Linked DNA regions of Rattus norvegicus: region 2 is linked to region 1. A link is a contact called in public Hi-C data. All regions are on one chromosome and are shown on one strand. The core of a region is the stretch at or near the end of the contact, and the rest is flanking DNA. Distances in the headings are between cores, read along the strand shown.

Region 1 (5,564 bases), core at 1,696-4,195:
CGCCAGGCAAGGAAGAAAGCCGGCCAAAGGCACTGCTAACACAGGGACACCTGAGGTTTTGAACTAGGCAGGAGGGTGCTAGGGCCCGTCCGGCTCGCCCTGCTCACCTAATCATTTTGCACCGAATTTTCTACGCCATAGCATTTATGAAGTGGTGTTTGGGACTCTCTCTGCCAGCAGGCTTAGGTGGTTGCGCTAGGACACAGCGCAAGGCTTAAACTATAGCTGCTTCCGTGGGCCCCCACCTTCCTCCGCTGTTTTGAACAGTTTGGAGACAAGAGATTTATTAATGAACTGCTTCTGCCTGGTGGTATGTGGTATGGGAGTTAAGGCTGGGAGTTAATGAGAAGTGTGTAACAGTCGGAGGGTCTCAGTTAGAGCATTCAACCGAAACTGTAAACTCCCATTAGTAATAACTTTCCCACCACACAAATCACTATTCACTGTTGTCCAGCCGCAATGCTAAACCCCTCTCCTATGAAGTGTGTGTGTGTGTGTGTGTGTGTGTGTGTGTGTGTGTGTGTGTAGGGAGGAAGATTCTACTAACATCAGTGATTGTTTTCTCTTCAACTAATCTTTCTTTCGGTCTCCATAGGTAATGAGGAGAGTCAAACCATTTTCCCCCCTAGTGTCGAAAAGCAGTCTCTCTCCTGCAAGGAGAGGAAGTCGAAATTATTATTTGGGTTTATTCCCAGACTAGATTTTTTAGAAATAAATTCAGGAGCCAATGCATGATTCTCAGCACAGGCGGGAGGTGGCAGGATGACCATGTTCGTTGGCAGAATGACTATCAAAATTGATGATTCTGACTTCAAATGCTCCAAGTGAGCTTTGCCATAAAGGTCACAATCCTAATTCTGTCTGCAGAGACCTGAGCGCCACTCTCCTTCTTCCAATAATGTATACTGCAGAAAGGAGACTTTTGCAAGTTTCCGTTGGTCCCAATTTGCCCCTTGATAGAAAGTTTGCTTTATTTGCAAGAAAGAGTCATCTGGCAAAGGAAGGGCAAGCCAGTGTGCCCTCTGGAATCTCTTCACAAATATAACGCCCCCAAACACCTACCAAACATAAATCACCAGGGAGTTCAGATTCCCATGCTCCTGTTTAGTCGCCAGCAATGTATGTCAAACCATCGCTTAAGTCACCTCACTGATCTAAGGCACTTTCGTTTTTGTTGGGGCTGTGTGCATGACTCCATCAGACACTAACTGCCGGTCCTCGCTGTCGTGTCCCCACCAGCCTGTCTCAGAGCACGGGTTACTTTGAACTTTGCGAGGAGAGAAAGTTAAACCATGAAAAGTCATCAAGGGTTCAAATGGAGATGAAGCTACATTTCTTTCATCGCTTTCCAGTGGAATTCCCAGGCATGTTAGACGTTTTGTAAAATCTAGTTTTACTGTCTGTCAGCAAAGGAGAGTTGTACATATTAATTTCAGTTTAGTAAAACTTTAAAAGCACTGGAGAACACACGGTTCCTGATAATTTGATAAAGAATCTCCAATCGTTGGTAACAGCGACGTCACATTGAATTATCTAAAAAAATATGTAATAATAATACCGTTTGGGGCCATTTGTTAGACTCTGTGCATTGACTTCTGAGTGAAATGACAGATGTGGTATGCTCACTGAATTTTAGTTCAAACACAACACAATTGTATATAAGCCAGAGAACTATAGTGGAAAGGGATCTGAAATCATGGTGGGGGAAGAGAACTTGGTCAAGTTGGGGGTGGGGGCACGAAGTTCCAATCCCTTCCCAATGCCTCTGCCTTCCCAAAGAGTTAATTAAATTAAGATGCCTTCCGCAGAATCTGGGTTTGTCTCCGCTCCCTCCCTCCCCGTGTCATTTTCTTGTTCTGTTCAAGACTGGAGTTTGTGGAGCAGAGAAAGTTGCTGTCTGCACTAGTTTCGCTTCGGGGGCAGCCAGTGCTCTTTTGTTCTCTGCTCACAGGTGGGGAGACCGATCCAGCGTCGCCTCCTCCACAAACACCTTGTCCTGCCTCCTTCCTACAACCGCGACTCCATTCCGAGCTATTTCTTGACAACCCAAGCGTCTCAGCTCCTGAGGAGCTTGCCTGCTGGCCTCTAGGCGAAGACCGGAGCGGAGGAAAAGCAAGAGGCCAGCACACGGTTGGAAAAAATAATCACCTACGACTGGACTATTCCCCTGTGAAATGCGCCTTCGGAGTCGCTGACTTGACTGCACCGGGTGCCCGGGCCCTTCCGAACTGCCTGCCGGAGCTGCAGTAGGAAGCGTGGATCCCCGCTCTCTAGAGCAGGGGAGCAATATCTCGGGGTGATGGGATCTGGCCACAAAGTACGACGATCCGCCTTTATAAATCTTGCCGAGTGCGTAAATCTACCAAAACCAAACTAAGGGGCAGCACACAAAAGTACGATTGAGTGTATTAGCAGGGAGTCGCGTGGAGGGACCCGAGGAAGCCAGAGCACGAGGCCCGGGACTTGTGTCCACAGGGCTGCCTTTCATTCTCTGAACTTGTAGCGCTCCAGACTGAGAACCCGGGCGCCCCTAGAGCACCCGCATCCCTCCCTTCCTTCAGAAGGCTACAACCTGGCCCGGAAAGAACACTCACCGCCAGAACCGATGTCTGCCTGGGCAGCGCGGTTCAGACTAGGTCCGGGCAGCAGGACGCACAGCTTGGAAAGGTCATGAGGTCCAAACTGGGTGAACTTCTTTTTCGGCGCGCTGTCCCGGGAACCGAGGACATGATCTGGGGGAGCGAAAGCGACAGCGGTACTTGGTCTTCGGCAGTCTGTGGAAGCGGGATGAGTAAAAATCAAGCGTGCTCTGGATGAGTGCTCAGCGCTCGCCCAGATCCCGCTGCGTGGGCCAGTTTCTCTCTGCGGACTGCGGGTAAAGTCGGAGCCCGCAGCCCTGCAGGGCCATCACCCTCCGGCAGCGAGCGCGCTGAGCTCCGTCCCAGCCCGCGTCCCGCCCCAGGCTGCCCCCCGCCCGGAGTCCAAGGCTTTAGTAGCGGCCCCGCCTCCCCTCGCAGCGGGCGCCCTGCAGAGGAGCGGGGCCGCAGCACCCAGGCTCCGCCTCCACGCCGGGCGCCCGCTAATGGTCCACTCTGTTTACTTGTGTTTGGATAGCAACTGAGTCTTAAAGGCGCAGGTTTGCTTGAGGTTTCTCAGTTAACCCAGACCCAGAGCCCAAGGTGACTCAATTCAAACCTCACACAAAGACAACGCCCATCCCCTCTTTTTGGATGACACTTTCCTTATACTGTTAGAAGCTCAACTACTGGGTCTTCCGAGTCCGCGGAGAAGTCCAAAGGGCATTTTTGTACTTTTTACTTGGTTAGCTGCCGGCGTCACTTACGGGTCTTAACACGTTTAATATAACCACCTGCTTCAAAGGGTCAAAGCTATCACTTTGAGATTTTGTTTTCCAGCATATATCGCCCTTCCTCCGATGTAAAACAGTTCTGCCAATACTTTTGGTCAATTAAGGCTGTATGTGTAGTCCGTTTTCCTCCCCTGTTTTCAAAACAAAGTTTGTTTATGAAGGTGACAATTGACTAATTTCATAATTAGTGCAGAGACATCTGGAATGTTACAGAAGAAATTTCTTCCAATATCTAAGCTTTAATCAGCTAATGTACACTTCATAAGCAGTTAACCAACTTGGGCAAAGGAGTGGGCATCTGCAACCCATTGGCAAACAATAACGTGCCCATCTGGAATGGGTGAAGAATAATCATTTTTAAATTTTAGGAAAAGACTATTCCAGTGCCTCGAAACGTGCATTATCTTCGTTCTCAGCAAAAATTGAGTTCATTGTTCAACCGCCAGGAAAACTGATTGAATTTGACGGGTACTGTTAGGTTTCCTAGTTCTCCTAAAGGTTTAGTTTTGTGAGCGTGTAAACGAGAGGGCATTCCAACCCCTCTGGAAAAGAGTGGCAGGGAACAAGACCCACTTCAAGCAGCTTCTTCTTTTTCTCGGTCGTGATGCGCCCCGAACAGAACTAAGCAAAAGGTCCTTGGTCCCAAACCACCTGAGGACACTGGAGCCAGTGCTTGCAGAAGCATAGATCTTTTAAATAAACTACAGTTCAAACGCGTTCCGTCAAAAGATACTTGTTGGTCGTCCCCTCACAGGACAATTACAATAACTGTGTGAGGAAGTGGATAGGTGTAAGCAGAAAACCATGAGCCATCGAAGACTAAGCAGGAAGGCAGGCAGACACCATGGAAATGATCCCATTAAGGTAAAAGCCTTTTTATTTTATTTTTGTCAAGGAGAATATAAATTTTCGTTTCTTTGGTAAAACATAATTCAGGAATGGCAGGTCATCTTCACCAGTTGTAGGGTCGCAAGGATTACAAAGTGAGCTTGGGACAGAGACTCGAGTGTGCAATATCCTGTAGCGCTTAAGCTCTTCAGAGTAAATTTGAGGAACAACCTGGATTTCGGAGAATGCCTAGGAAGGGGGTTTTTAAAAACCCTTTCTCGAGTCAGTTCTATGAGGGTGCTTTCATTTTAGCGCTTGGTCCTGAGCCTCAGCTCCCAGGATGCCTGCGGTTCCCTCTCTCCAACCACCTCATTCCTTCCACAGCCTTTCTCAATTTAGAGAACTGGAGGGAACTTTCTCTTCACTTAGAGGTCCCCCCTACACCCCGTCACATAGACGCACCGGGTGATGACCTGAGCTCTGAGCCAAGGCTTTCTAGTTCTCTTTCGCTAAAGTGGAGGCGACTCCTGCAGGAGCAGGCTTCGCACCTTCACGGCCCGTGTGCATTGGGTACGGAATATCCCGCTTTCCCCGTGGGGTAGACAGAATTTATAACTCCCCACTAGCTGTATCCCCCTTTCCGAAAACCCTCTGAGCCAGGGTGTTATTGTAAACACGTTTACCTCGCGCTTCTCAGCCTGCGAAGAACTCTGGGTCAACCCAGCCCAAGCTCCGCCGCGGCAGGAAAATGGTTGGGAAGAGTCCGAGAGCCTTTGCAGGTGGCAGCGCGGCCCTGCGGGGCCCTGCGGCCTGAGCCGTGCAGCGGGCGTGGGCAGGTGCAGCCAGCGCAGCTTGCAGCCGAGCGCGCTCAGCGCCGTACCTTCCCCAGGCCGCCGAGTGGTCACCTGGGACCCGCACCCGAACTTCTCCGCTCTCAGACCTCGTCCCCCAGCTCCCCAAGCCCGCACGCATCGAGAGAACGGTCTCACCAGGTAGACAGACCCGCACTATGCCTCGGTGCAGAAAACTGGCCCACCCGACCACCAGCGGTGTCCTGCCGTGCAGAAGCCGAGGTTCCTGAGTCTGCCACAGGCCAGCTGAGCCCCCAGGTCCGAAGATCCGCGGAGCTGTCCCAGCTCCCTGCTGGGTTTCAGCTGCCTGCTCACGTATCTATCCGTGGATCGGGCCAGTTTCAGTCCTCACAACTCGAGGCTTTCGACACCAGGGCCACCCTGACCTGGAGCGGGCTGAAGGACTGCAGTCCCAAACCCAACAGCAACGTCTGTGGTGTGGAAGGAAGGGAACAAGGCCTAGCAGAGGAGCTGGGGTGTGTGTGTGTGTGTGTGTGTGTGTGTGTGTGTGCCCG
Region 2 (5,564 bases), core at 858-3,357, 820 kb before region 1:
CAGTGGCTGTAATATGACTGTGGCTTTAAGGTATTGCTTTGCAAGAACAAGAGGAAAAGCCAATGATGGGCATCCATGGGGACACACACGGGAGGGAATGGTCCTGGTAAAAAGAGGGCCATTATAGTCTCTTGGGTGGCAGAAAAAAAAAAATGTGTTCTCTCAAGTTGGTATCCCGAATTCTGAAGTCCCTTGTCAATTGCAAACTGGAAATCTTGGTTTAGGGACTTCCTTGACAGTGGCTCTGCACAACCTTCCCATGTCTGCTGACGACCATACCTTTCTGTGTGTTCAGACAAAAATCTTCAAGACTCATCCCCCAATACCTGTTTCTCCCCACAGCCATTTTGTCAGATCTTCTAGGCTCTACGTTTATTTATGTGTATGTGCCCAAGCGTCTATACTTCCTTGCAGGAAGAGGTAGTGGGATCGCTGGAGCTGGAGTTCTGAGCCACCATGCCGGCTCTGGACTTGGATTCTCCGGTGCTCTTGACTGCCCAGCCATCGCTCCAGCCCCTCAGCTCTCCCCTTACATAGAGATATGAAGCCTGAAGGCCGTGCTGCCTGACGACCATCAGCCTGGACCTGAGCTGCCTAAATCCTCTGCACAGCAGCCAAAGTAGCACTTGGATCATGAAAGTTAGTCTCTGCTGGGTCTACAAGGACTTTGGGGGAATCCCTGCCCCATCTCCCTTCACCTCTTTGCTCCCTTCCACTGCTCTCTTGGTTTCATTTGGCTTTCTGATTTTGTCTGACGAGGGCAGTATTTCACTGTTGTCTTTTCTCTGTGTCATACTGAAATTGCAATACTACAACCAGGGAGCAGGTGTCTGCTTCCTTGGAACATAGGCACCCATTGTCTGAAGGGCACACGGATACCTGCCTCACACTGAGGAGGCAAATGTGGAACCACGATGGTTTTAGAGTAGGTCAGATTTGCATTTAGATAGCTGGCTCTGCTTTCAGCATGGATAATGGATTTAAGGAGAACTCCTAGCTGGAAGCTAAGACTGGAAGATAGACAAGTTAGGAAGCTTACAACAGACCAGATGGGAGCCAGCACTAAGGCTGTGTGTGGGAAATGACAGGAGAGTCCAAATACAGACATGTTTTAAGGTAGAATTGGCTGAATCCAATGTTTGCCTGAATGTGGGGTTTGGAGGAAAAGTTTTGGGGGGCGGGGGAGGAAACTTCTGGCTTGAGTTACTTTTTATCATTTAATGATCATAAGATTTTTGCCCCAAGATGAAACTATATTCCTGTTTTAGTTGAGATAGGTTCTTATGTAGCCCAGGCTGGGCTTGAACCCCTTAATCATTCTGCCTTCACCTTCCTAGTGTGGGCTTTGCAGGGCTTTGCAGGTCTTTGCCCCAACCCTGGCCGGAAGATGAAGCTCTACGATCTGGTTTGGGAATGGGTATGAGTTGGGTGTGGAGTGATAGGTGGGGTGGGGTTTATTTCCTTTTAGACATTTGCATTGGAAGTACAGCTGGGTAGGGGACAAGCTCTGGGGTTTATTTAGCACCACTGGGGAAATTCAGAACTACAGATACGGATATTATAAGTTTTATAAAAATTTTTTTTAGTATTCAGAATATTAGTTTAAATTTTCATTATTTAAATTCTGTGTGTGTGTGTGTGTGTGTGTGTGTGTGTGTGCGCTTTACTGTAGCCCAGACTGGCCTCAAACTCTTATGTAGCTGAGATCATCCGCTAACTCTGTTCTCCTGCCTCCTTTCCGTTTCTTTTTTTTTTTTTTTTTTTTGGTTCTTTTTTTTCGGAGCTGGGGACCGAACCCAGGGCCTTGTGCTTCCTAGGTAAGCGCTCTACCACTGAGCTAAATCCCCAGCCCCTCTCCTTTCCGTTTCTTAACTGCTGTGATTACAGGTGTGTGTCACTACGCAGGGCTTTGTTTTCCTAACTCCTTTCCTGAACACGCATTACAGGGTATCTGTAATCTGTGGTTTCCAGTTCCAGTAATGTTTAGTGGTCAGTGTTCATAAAAACGCAGCGGTATTACCTTTGGCCGCAGGCGTCTGACCAGTACTAAGGGAACAGGGCCCTGGCTCTGCGGTCCTTCCCCGTGGGAAGGTCTGCACACACACCCCCATTGCCCCCAGCTCCCCTCCCCCCACCAGCGGCCCTTCCCCACCCAGAACCTTGCGATCTCCACAGTAACGGCCGCTCCCCAGCCTCCACCCCAGGCCCAGGCGCCTCTGCTTTGTGCAGCTCTATGGCAACAGCAGGCAGCACAGAACGGGCATTCCCTGGCCGCGCGCCGCCGGGCGGCGGTCGCTCCCCAGACAGCGGGGCCGGGCAGCTGGGCCCCCGGACAACATGCCGGAAAGGCGGCTCTCGGCGGGTAGGTGGGCCCCGGCGCTCCGCCGGGCACTCCCGCACCCAGGCCTTGCTCGACCCCAGCCCCACGCCTCTCCCCAGCCTCCGCCCGCTGCCTCGGCTCTTCCAGCCTTTTATAGGAGCCCCCTGGGAGGTCCCTATTACCTTAACTCCACCTCGATAAGCTCTCCCTTTGCAACTGGGGGCCTTAGGTTAGCTCTGGGGTTACAGTGGGTCCCAAGCCAGAGTCCAGAGGTCTTTCCTCCCCGTCTCCACCTTGAATCCTACCTTAAAATCTAATTCATATGCGGATAATGAACATTTTACTGAGCTCACCCGGGATGTATATACAGTAGGGCCAAGTCACTTAGTCTAAAAGGAAGATCTGAGTACGAAAAGGTAACGTTTTGTCTCCTTTCAGAGCCGCCAGAAGTTACAGAAGAAGAATTTGTAAGTACAGTTAAATGGGCTACTTGGTGATCCCCCATGGCCTTTTGTTTTAATAGAAAAGGTTGGATTCTAGGAGGAAGGCTATGTGATTTTCCTTTTGCCATTCCAGGCAACAGACACAGTGGCGAGACAGTGGATAGGTCTTTTTTACATTCTCTTCAGGTCAAAGCTGTCTCCTGTAAGAGAGCTCATGTAATTTCTCCATGGCTTTGTTGTGATGTGCCAGCACTTCCTGGTTGCAGTAAACATTAGTAGATGACATTGAGGAAGGGGGTTGAGCAGTAAAGTGACTCACAGTTGTAAACCCAGCATTAGAGATGGGGTGGAAGGATTGGGGGTTCAGGGTCATCCTTTGTGACATAGCAAATTCAAGGCTACGTGAGATCCTCTCTTAAAAAAAAATTCCCCCCACCCCTCATGGTACCCCTCATGGTAGCACTCAGGCCTTTAACCCAGGATTCAGGAGACAGAGGCAGAGGCAGGAGGATTTCTGTGAGTTTGAGGCCAGCCTGGTCTACAGTGTAAGTTCCAGGACAGCCAGGGCTACATAGAGAGACCTTGTCTCAAAGAACAAAACCAAAAACAAACAAAAACCCTCCAAAAACCAACCCCCCCAAAAAACCAATCAGATAATATAAATAACAAAACCAAAAAACCAAAACCAATTAAATAAAACAAACACAACCAACAACAGAAACAAGTAATACATTTATAACTGTTTAAAATGTCTTTGATGCATTGTTCTCAGGTCAGACTCTTGGAGAAATTGAGCGTACTAAATATTTGCCACATCCATTTGTCATTTGGCAGAGTGCTGTTTTTAGAGAATATTCCATGAAGCCTATCGAAAACATGAAGAGCTTGCCCCAGGGCACAGACAGATGTAGAGATGACTCTTACTCCTACCTGGTCGGAGGCTAGAGCTCCAGTCACGTCTAGTATTTACCAATGTCCTCCAGCACTTACTTCTCTAGTTGGCCTATTTACTTCTGGCTTCTTATTCAACAAACATGAGTGATTGTGCATTCAAAGTATTGTCCTAAATGCTGGGGCTAAGTCTCAAAACGTTAACAGTCCAGTTGGGGCTAACATCAGAGAGAGGGATAAGTTAGCAGATCCTGGAAGGAGGAGGAGGAAGAGGCAGAGAAAAGAGAAACTCCAGCCTTGTGTGTGCACCAACACACAGGTCCACACAGCACCTCAGAAGTGCTCGCATACATTGGCGGAGGCCCGCTTACTGTAGAATTTAAGTTATTCCAGCACCTCAAGTGCTTCATGCAGCAGGGCTTCCGATCCAGCCTCTCCTTTCCGTACAGGCCAGTCTAGCAGCACACCACTTCACATTTGAGTGATTGTGCTTGAAGACCTTTAACTTGCCCTGCTTCCTTGGGTACCCGCAGTGTTCCAGGCCTCAGTCCCAGTCTTCTTCCCCCTTCCCAGCTTCTCTCTTCCCACTCCTGTGATGTACTGACCTTCGGGGCTCTGCTCTCCAGAGGTTTGTGGGTAAGCTCTTTTGCCTATCTCTTGAGAATTCCAAGTTCATATACCATCCCCACATCTGCTCAGGGCGTTACTACCTAACCTGTGCTGGCCTGGAACTTGCAGCCCTGGATAACTTCAAACCTTGTATCCAGCTGCTTCAGCTTCCCCAGTGCTGGGTGGATTGCAGATGTGTGCACTACGTCTGTGTCCAGACAACACTTTCCATGCTTTTGCATATCCAATGTCCTGTGTCACCTCTTCAGACCCCTTGCCTGCATTCTCCAGCTCTGATTCTGCCTTTCCATTGCTTTATTGTGTTTTGGTGATTGGTACACTGCTGTTCAGTTGTCTGTGGGCCTTCCTCCCTCCCTTGATGATCTACCCCAACCTTCCTCCCTAGCCGTGTGTGTCTCTGCATCCTCAGACCTGCTGTTGTAGCTCTGGCTTCATCTACAGGCACAGAGTTTGACTGTAGTCTTAACTGATACCAATTCCACATTCCTTCTCTTAACCAGTTCTTCTTTGTCTAAAGCATCGGATGCAAACTGTGTGCATTGGCTGTCCTGGAGTCTCATCATTCTTGCCGTGACTGCCATACTCCTGTTAACTCTTTCCAAATTTACCATCTTACTCCATTGTAAGACACTTGATGAATAGCTAGTATTGCCAAATGCTGGCCACAGACTGACCTTTAACCCCAAGACAGCCCTCCGAGGTAGTGGCCATTTCCCACATTTCATAGCCGAGGAGGACAAAGTTCACAGAAGTAAACTGTGACTGAGGCTACTAATCTCATGGCCCATGGAGCCCTTCAAACATTCAGTCTTCCTTAACCCTGTTCTCTAGGATAAGTTTTCCATCCATCCTGCTTTGAGCTTGCAAAGCACTTCCACATGCTCCGCTCTGGCCAAGCTGCTCTGTTTGCCTTGCTGTCAGTTTTGACTAGGTTACCCTTCCTCATCCATTTCACAATGTGGCACATTCCTTCTGGTCCATCTCATCTCCACAAAAACCTTCCCAAACCCAACACCACGCAGACTGCCTTGGCACTGGGCAGCTTCCTATGGAGACCAGTTTGTGACCAGGTCCTCAAATTCGCATGCTCACCCAAGTGTTGGCTGACTCCTTAATTGACCTTCCTCAAATGTATGCTTGGCTTTGGTTCTCCAATGAGTGCTGGTGTTTTTTATCAATAAACAACATCTTCTTAGAAAAAGATGGCTGTTATTCTACTCTCCAGAGTAAAGCCAGGCTTTCCTGCCTCTCCTGCAGGTGAGTGCTGTCAGGTGGCCGGG

The links. Hi-C and Micro-C count contacts between places; a contact is called where the count stands out from the background.
Region 2: a Hi-C map of Schwann cells shows a contact between it and region 1, with 7 times the contacts expected there. The contact joins the promoter of Rgs22 here to the promoter of Osr2 in region 1. A contact is called at or near these places in 9 of 12 Hi-C or Micro-C datasets (the A7r5 cell line, the Rat2 cell line, Schwann cells and 6 more).

The regions. Positions count from the first base shown.
Region 1 is chr7:68,370,450-68,376,013 of GRCr8, reverse strand. Osr2 (odd-skipped related transciption factor 2) reads right to left here and starts at 2,945. Exons shown (of 4, transcript NM_001012118.1): 1 at 2,595-2,945.
Region 2 is chr7:69,190,584-69,196,147 of GRCr8, reverse strand. Rgs22 (regulator of G-protein signaling 22) reads left to right here and starts at 2,107. Exons shown (of 27, transcript XM_063264609.1): 1 at 2,107-2,362; 2 at 2,759-2,787. The coding sequence starts at 2,338.